Regions from separate parts of the Mus musculus genome. Here all the other regions are linked to region 2. A link is a contact called in public HiChIP or PLAC-seq and capture Hi-C data. All regions are on one chromosome and are shown on one strand. The core of a region is the stretch at or near the end of the contact, and the rest is flanking DNA. Distances in the headings are between cores, read along the strand shown.

The links. HiChIP or PLAC-seq counts read pairs in DNA pulled down with a chosen protein or histone mark. Capture Hi-C pulls out chosen DNA fragments and counts their contacts.
Region 1: a contact with region 2 is called in a capture Hi-C map of embryonic tail, with 15 times the contacts expected there. The contact joins two enhancer-like sites. A contact is called at or near these places in 3 of 39 promoter capture datasets (cranial neural crest, hematopoietic stem and progenitor cells and stem cell-derived epiblast-like cells), 1 of 115 datasets of contacts at active chromatin or transcription factors (embryonic stem cells) and 2 of 9 other capture datasets (embryonic tail and embryonic trunk).
Region 3: an H3K4me3 HiChIP or PLAC-seq map of bone marrow-derived macrophages shows a contact between it and region 2, with 6 times the contacts expected there. The contact joins two enhancer-like sites. A contact is called at or near these places in 15 of 484 Hi-C or Micro-C datasets (the CH12 cell line, Th2 cells, bone marrow-derived macrophages and 8 more), 3 of 115 datasets of contacts at active chromatin or transcription factors (the 230-238 cell line, bone marrow-derived macrophages and regulatory T cells) and 4 of 9 other capture datasets (adipose tissue, embryonic tail, embryonic trunk and 1 more).

Annotation. Positions count from the first base shown.
Region 1 is chr11:109,713,421-109,716,120 of GRCm38.p6, forward strand. The region is part of intron 1 of Fam20a (family with sequence similarity 20, member A); the gene reads right to left. Among named protein-coding and RNA genes, the nearest start is that of Fam20a, 7.5 kb to the right of the region's middle. Within about 2 kb of position 1,386, at least 22 of the 459 cell types and tissues checked have an H3K27ac peak or open chromatin away from gene starts, as enhancers often do. A contact at or near this core is called in embryonic tail, where this site is marked.
Region 2 is chr11:109,268,631-109,271,367 of GRCm38.p6, forward strand. It overlaps Rgs9 (regulator of G-protein signaling 9), which reads right to left. Exons shown (of 19, transcript NM_011268.2): 8 at 293-374. Among named protein-coding and RNA genes, the nearest start is that of Rgs9, 28 kb to the right of the region's middle. Within about 2 kb of position 1,306, at least 84 of the 459 cell types and tissues checked have an H3K27ac peak or open chromatin away from gene starts, as enhancers often do. A contact at or near this core is called in bone marrow-derived macrophages, embryonic tail and hematopoietic stem and progenitor cells, where this site is marked.
Region 3 is chr11:109,586,876-109,589,575 of GRCm38.p6, forward strand. All of the region lies in intron 4 of Wipi1 (WD repeat domain, phosphoinositide interacting 1), which reads right to left. All of the region lies in intron 2 of Gm39442 (a long non-coding RNA gene), which reads left to right. Among named protein-coding and RNA genes, the nearest start is that of Gm39442, 9.8 kb to the left of the region's middle. Within about 2 kb of position 1,311, at least 46 of the 459 cell types and tissues checked have an H3K27ac peak or open chromatin away from gene starts, as enhancers often do. A contact at or near this core is called in bone marrow-derived macrophages and hematopoietic stem and progenitor cells, where this site is marked.

The DNA.
Region 1 (2,700 bases), core at 136-2,635, 440 kb after region 2:
CGCTACCTTGAATTGTTTTTCTCCGACTCCTGAAACCAGTGTATCCTGAGGAATGCAAGGAGTACTTTGCAAGTCTAATGAACTATTTCCTAAGAGGGTGAACATATGCTCAGAATGCAAATTTGCATAATTTAAGGGGAAGTGTGGATCCTACCTGAACTCAGTGGGATACAGTGACCCCAGTTAAACATCCCCCGCAAGGAAACTTTGGTTAATATAAGAGGCTAGATTTGATTACAGAATTGGGGTCACTCAGTCTGACTCTTTCCTGAATGCTCAGGGGAGCCCAGGATGCAGAAATAAACATCATTGGTGGTGCATAATTCTTCTCAGGGTAAGAAAGGCCAGGAGCTGAGCTGTGAGAACAGATCTGCAGCCTTCCTACAGGATCTGGGACTTTTCTACTCTTAAAGAGAAAAAGGCCGGAAAGCTACAAATATGCCCATCTCAACTGCTCTGAAACGGAGACACCCCCCCCCAGGACATGTGACTAGGTAAGCCAGGAGAGATGACCTGTCCCTTTGTGTAGATTTTATTGTTGGTCAGCATCATCAAAAATGTTTACTGATGACCCAAATGCTGGAGATTGAAACAGGCTTTTATTAGTGTCTGAGAGCTGTGCTTAGCCTAGCAGATCAACAGCTTTGCTTTTCCTGGGTGGATGCCTTGGGCTTAGTGCTGGAGTTCGAACAAGGCAAGGGGGGGGTCTAGCTTGGATTTGACCCCCAGTGTGGTAAAATAAATCCAGGCCACCATGCTTTTTATGATCCCGTTTCTCAGGCATATGCTTCTATCTATGCCGTCGTGTGTGTGTGTGTGTGTGTGTGTGTGTGTGTGTGTGTGTGTGTGTGCTTGAGAGAGACAGAGACAGACAGACAGATACACACACACACACACACACACACACACACACATGCGCACATGTGCACACATGTGCAAACATGCATATGGATACAGAGGCCGGAAGTCAACATCAGGTGTCTTTCTCAGTTGGTTTCCCCTCCCTTTTTTCTTCTTAAGACGGGTTCTCGGACTGAACTTGGAGCGCATCCATTTGTCCCAACTGGCCAGCCAGCAAGTCCCAGGGAGTCCCCCTTGTCTCTGCCTCCCCAGTGTTAAAATTACAGGCGTGTACCACTGAGCTGACTGAGCTCTCCCCACCCAGGCGTCTCCCCGGCCCCTTTGCCAGCATTTCTGTATTTTGCTGGGTTTATCACAGGCACAGGACTTCTTGGGAACCGCAGTTCCTCACTGCTCTGTTTCCTGTGGCTCCACAAATTTATTATCTGGCTTATTACTAGTGAATCCAATAAAAGAGGCCCTTGCTGGGACTCCATTTGGTCTCTTGTTGCTCCAGCCAAATTCTCCTGGCTGCCCCCAGGGCTTGGCCCCTAAAGCCAGGCTCTACGTACGGGTGGAAAGTCTTGGGCACTGGCTTCTCCCTGAAGCCCTCAAACTCAGTTCTGGCCCGATTTCCCACTTTCAGCCATGGGACGTTGTGCCAAGTGACGGCCCAAACAGAGCTAAGTGTTTTTTCCATACTGTGGTTTTCATTAGGCGCATACATGAGTGCCTGCCCATAATTACAGGTAGTAATTTGTGCCCAGTATCTTCTGTTCCACCAAAGCCACAGCTGTTTAGAATGGTAACCCCACTGGGCTTTCAGCCATACACAGGCAATACTTCAGCACAATTCGAAGCTTCTCATCAGCTTCCAGCTTAATGAATAATCATAAGAAAAATATAGGTGGGCACCTGCCCAGGGGCGGGGCAGGGGCGGCTTTGGCAACCTCAAAGCCCCTGAGTTTCCCATTTTTTATTTCATGCAAGGCTTCTTGGCTGCTCTTCCTAAGAAAGCATAAGATGCTAAAGAAAGTCCTTCAGCTTAGCAAATGACACCTTCTCAACTTTCCTTCTTGCCTCCGTCTCGGGTCTGGACTTGATTTCGTTCAGGCTCCTACCGTAGGAAACAAACCCAGATCCAAACCTTGCACTGGCTCTTCGGGGGTGGTTTTGCTTTAGGCTTTTATAGGAGTCAGCAAGTCATAGTTGGGGGTGACTTCACAGTTGGGATCTATTTTATCCAAAGGCTTTTTCGGTAGGACGTAATCAGCTACCGATAGCCTTAAATCCTGGTGTCATCTGTTCACAATTACGCATTCCACAGATATTTACGTGGGATCAACCCCATGGCAAGCCTTGAAACAGATGTCTGGAGGGTTGGTGATTGGGTGTAAGCTTTCAATGCCAAAGAGCCAGTGGCCATTTATCTGCATGCCTCACTCCAAGCTCCATGAAGTGATGGGTGGGCATAGCGGATGAGCATGCGAAACCTTGTGGCATATGTGGGCAGAAGGAACAGAAGAACCAGTCGGGGTGTTGTCAGAGAAGACATTCCTGAAGAGTCCAGGCAATGGTCTCTGGACATCAGAGGACACTGGACAGGGGTGAGGCTCGGGAGGTGGCTGTTACAGACATGATTCTGGTGCCAACTCCTGGTATGGCTAGCTATGTGCCTGACTCTGGGCAGCTTTGTATAGAACTCTCATCCTGTTTCCTCCACTCACTAGATCAAACAGTAGCACGGTGTTCATGTCTTACCATTGTCCTAGGAACCGTCATAAACCCAATAGCTTAGACACCTCCCCTCCCTACTTCGTCTCCCCGATCTGGAGAATAGAGGCCAGGCTCTCAGTAGAA
Region 2 (2,737 bases), core at 56-2,555:
TTGTTTTTTTTCTCATTCGGGACCTGTGTTCCCAGATCTTCTTATTTCCTTAAACCTCAACAACAAAAATTCCAAACCCTCACAAAAGATGAGTCGATTCCCGTTGCTTGGTACTTAACACTGACAGACAAGCTGTAAGGACCCCACCAAGAAGACACAGCACAAGGCAGCCCACACCAGATAATCCAGTTCAACTCTTGTTGGCGACAAGAAGGTGGGAAGCCAGAGGCAGCTGTGCTGCGGTGAGCACAGAATGGGGAGGAGTCAGGGGAGAAAGGGAAGCCTTACTTACCGGACTTCGGTGCACCAGCCAATACGCCTTCTCCTGGCAGTCCAGCGCGTACCTGTCGGCTTTGTTCCTTTCCTTTCCAGTCCTAAAACAACACAAAAGCTAGGCTCAGGGCGAGCAGTGCTTCACATCTTAAGGTCTAAGATGACCCCCATTCCTGATGACCTGGACCGCTTTCCCCACCTGCTCAAAGAATGTACATAAAAAACACAGCAAGCACTGCCAATAGCACATCACTCTTTTGCTCCGGGTACCGTTCCAACATGCATGGACTCATTCGATCCTAGCAACTTGGTGAGGTCCCTTTGTCTTGGTGGGCTCCTTAACAGTCTGTCACTCACTGTTAAGTACAAAAGATGAAGGAAGAGGAGGAGTGGAAGGCCCTGTATGTGGGGGCGGGGGGGGTGGGCTGCTGCATCCTCTCTGGGAATTGAGAATGTGTTCCACTTCTTCATGGTACTGGGCTGCATGACTTAGGTGCTGTCACCATGACCAGCTCCAGAATCAGATCTGTCACCAAAGTCACTACGAAGCGAGCAGAGATGATCATGTGACCCAGTGGCCTCCCTGACTTCATACTGGTTTCCCTGCTTCAGCAAACAAGATAATCAACATCCCAACAGGCAGATGGGTAACAATCCACACCAGAGCTATGCTGGAGCAACGAGTGTCTCAGGAAGTCCTATTTTTCTCCTGTTTGTCCTTCCCTGTCCCTCCAGTGAGGCGGTGACAAGTCATAGCCTTTTCTCAGTCCTGCTGGGGACTGTAAAAGGTTATCCTGTTTTGTCTAATCATCTCCCCTTTGCCACCGCAGGAGGAAGTGATGCCGGGCCTCCCCCTCCGGAAGGGAAGAAGTACTCATTATCACGCCAAGAGCACCAGTCCCACTTCCAAGGCTAGCTGTGCTCACATTTATTAACGTCTGTTTTCCCAGGCAACGGGCAACACGAGATGACGCAAACACCCTCCTCACACAGAGGTGGTGGATTTACTTCCTCGTTAATGTTCTGTGAAGAGCATAATAGCATCCAGAGAGCCAGATGGGTGAGCAGCGCAGCCATTCCAGGAGGGTGTTCTACCAACCTCCTCTGGAAATTAAATAGAAACATTGTTGCCCCTATTCCCCTTAACAACCTAATGGATTTTCTACCAGCGTAACCAGCCGGAGTCCTCGGGAGGATGGACCACAAGCACCCTGAGGTTTGCGTGGTTTCTATAATACTAGCCAGCCTTGTAAATGGAGCCCATCTTTAATGAGACCAGCTGGCCTGTCTGGACTTGCTCAGCAGCAGCACTGTGCGGAGGTCAGGAGAGCTGTGACAGATCCCAAAGAGCCAGTAAATAAGGAATTCATCGAGTTGCTCATGTGACTTTTTTTTTCACAATTCCATTTGTTTAATCTTCTGCTCATTCATGGATTTATTGATCTCCTACTATGTTCCAATTACTGGGAGTCAAAACATAGCTCCAGCCTTTGAGTGGTTTTTAGTCTAAGCGTTGCAAGAGTACTCAAGTAAATACAGACTTGCCTGTGGTGTTCGTACTGTGAGAAAACATTATGAAAACAGAAGCAAAATCAAAAACGGTCTCTGTAGTGATTCAGAAATGTGTCTCCAGGCCCTTCCTGTGGATGGAGGGGTCTGTTTCCCCTCCCGCTTAGAACCAGGTGGAGTTTTATGCTGACTTCCACCACTAGAGTGTCGGGCATAGCGTGTGTAATTTACGAGGCTGGGCCACAAAAGAATGAGCAAGTCACATAGCCACAAGAGGAGGAAAAAAAGGAAGAGGAAGAACACACACACACACACACACACACACACAGCGGGAGGGGCTCAGCATGACAAAAACTCTCTCTACAGGCAAGCCCACATGGCCCATCTAGTTTTGTGGTAGGATTCCACATCTAAAATCCATGAGTTAAGTCATGGAGTTAAGGGGACACTGGTGTCTCAGAAGAAAGGAGTCTTTTAGGAATTCCCTGTCCCACAGAGCCTCAAGTGAGGAGAGGAATCTCTGAAGAGTCTGGGTACTCAGACTTATCTAGGACTTCTGGAGGAGGAAAGTGGGAGCCACTGAGACAGCTCTGAGCGGCAGCTCCTGGAAGGGTTTTGTCAGGGTGTGGGTGGCTGAGATTGTCCCACTCAGAGCACAGAAGTAGCAGAGGGCATGGAGGGGCTGGGGAAAGAGACAATTCCATCTCCTTGCTCCTGGGCTCAGCTTAGGGCTGGAACCCACTAGAAACACAAAAGTGTTATGCTGAATAGAATTGAGTCATTCTAGCCCAACCAAGTGACCCTGACCAAGTAGTGTTAGCCTCTCCGAGCCTCCATTTCCCAACTAAAAAGATCAGGAGGGACAAGGACTATGACCCCGAGCCTTTCTGCCACACCAAGTTAAAATAAGATGGCACCTGTGAACACCAAAAGAAGCCTTGTAAACAAATGTCAA
Region 3 (2,700 bases), core at 61-2,560, 320 kb after region 2:
AGGAGTTTAAGAAATCCCGTTCTGAACAAAGGATTTGAATCGAGAAAACCTTCAGGAGACCTCTCGACTTAACACTGGCAGTGACCCCTCCACTGCTGAGCACTCAGACCTCGGGATACAAAGAATATTCTCTTTCACAGTTTTCAGCCCAAGGCTCTCAATCAGAGGTTCGCTCTCTTCCAATCCCATTACCCTCTGGAGCCCTGTGAGAGTTCACTCCTAACCGAACAGGACTTCCCAGTGGGAAAGGTCAGCGTGCTTTAGCTTTTCCTGAGTACGATTAAATACAGTTAGCTAGGAACTTCACGTTCAACTACCGGAAAGGCAAACGTTTTCTATCTCATCATCCACGCTGATAAGGGAGGGCGGAGCCTCCTCGGAGTGGAAGTCACTGGAGGTCTGCACTTTGGTTGAGGCGGCAAGCCTGGCCTTTGAGAGAAAACTTGCATCGGAACATGTTGGATGTAAGATGCCTCGATATCTTTTGGAAGTAAAGGAAGCCAAGGAAACTCTGGAGGTGACAGGAGCCATTTTTATTATAAGGATAATGGGGTGGGGTGGGGACAGTGTCCCTGCAGCACTGAGGGGAGATTTCTCACCCCAGTGACTGAGGTTAGTGGTCATACACGGTAGGAACTCCAGAGCCAAAGCTTAACCGGAAAACGATCTTCAAGAAGATCATATGAGAGATATCTTCTTAGATAATAATAAAAACAATAATGCTGGCTAGCTTTGTTGTAAACTGGTGTATTCAGTGGGTTCTTATAAAAAGCATTTGTAAAATGCTAGACCCAGGCTAAAAGGCTCCTTACTTATCCTGAAGGGGAGGAGACGGCGGGGGGGGGGTACAAAACCAGTTATGACTTGAAACTAGGTCCTGCTTCCTGCTCTGGCCTCTGAGTATACAGCCAGGCCTCTGTCTGCGCTTATCTCTTGCTGCACAGAACTCCACGAGGAGGCTGGCTGGCTGCCCTTAACTGCAGGTGCCAGCACAGCTGCGAGCCCCTACCTGGTCAAAGTCACTCGGGGGCCTTTGGCACCATGAGAGGCCACCTTCCCCGCTGCTCTCTGAGCCTTGGCTCCCGACTCTGTGAGGGCTCCAGATGTAATTTCAAGGGCAGCTGGGGGTGTGGGGGTGGACAGAGGTACTCTGGCCCCGAGACATGGAAGAGAGAATGAGATTGCGTGGGTTTGGGTGGGTGTCAGGTGGGACAGTGGCAGGGGACAGATTGAGATGCAGAGTACAGAGGAACTTGTGTTGACCGAACCGAATGCTTGTGATCTTGCAGGGAAGTGCTAACAACCACGTGGGGAAAGAAGAAAAAAAGCATAGTGAATGGGGCGGGGTAGAATGCTTCCTTTATAAGCTAGAGGGCCTAGATTCAGAGCCTAAGATCCATGTCAAACAAACGAACACCTAGCTTTACACACACACACACACACACACACACACACACACACACACACACACACACACACCCTGAGATGAGTAATCACTTCATAATTACTAGGAATAACTCCAATTTCAAAGGGCAGCTAGAGATGGAGAGATGGCTCAGTAGTTAAGAGCACTGGCTGCTCTTCTCGAGGACCCAGGTTTGATTCCCAGCACCCACGTGGCAGCTCAGAGCTGTCTCTAACTTCTGTTCTGGGGGAATCTGGTGCCTTCTTCTGGCCCCCACTGGCATCAGGCACACATGGTGCACAGATTCCCATGCAGGCAAAACACCCATTCACGTAAAAAAATTTTTTTGAGGAAGCTAATAAATGCAGGTGAGGAGATGGAAACACTGGATGCTGTGTACAGGGGTGTGAACTGGGGCAGTGTGTTAGAGAGCAACCTGGGAGGTCTCAGAAGTTAATCACAGTTATCACATGACCTGGAAATTCTACTCTCACGTGCACACCAGAGAGAAATGACAGCAATGCCAACACAAAACTCTTACATATGAATGGGTGCACTTAACAATATCCATTAGCACCAAAAGCTGAAAATACAGAGGATGGGAGTGGCGGGGGTAGTTGAACCAAAACTAAGGATGGATGGAAACCCACAGCTTGGTAAACTAATTTAGAACATTTCCTTTTTTAAAAGGGGGAGTTTGAATGTAGCCACCCTCTAGGTGGAAGATGCTTTCCCAAGAAGATATGGGTTATTAAATGAACATCTCTATCTCAGACATAAGACAGCTCTCTATAAGTCATTGGTCAGCGAGAACCCTGAAGTACCCCCCAAACACAGGCGTTTGGTTGCTTGACGTAACTACATGGTAAGATAATAGTACTGATGTTTAACGTACCGGGATACAAGGAAATCAGGCTTGAACTGTCCTGGAAACTTCCTCCATGCAGGCCACCAGAGGAGAAAGGCCATCAGTCGTATAGCCCAGTGGGCAACCCTGCATGTTACAATACCAACCTAAGAGACAAGAATGACCTACTGTGGCAATGGCGGTGCAAAGGTTATGGAGACAGCCGGCAGCTTTTGAATAGAATCTGAGACCTACGCTACAAGAGAGGATTTATGCCTGAGACTGAAAAGCTGATCAAAAATCCAGAGCTTTGGAGGTCACAGGCTCTAGAAGGAACGTTCTCCTGTGGTCTTGCCTAGGGATGTGTGGTCAAACTGCCTCCTAAATATTTATGCTGGTACATATAGATCAGCGCTGCCGTCATCCTCGGCCTGATCACCAGGCAGGG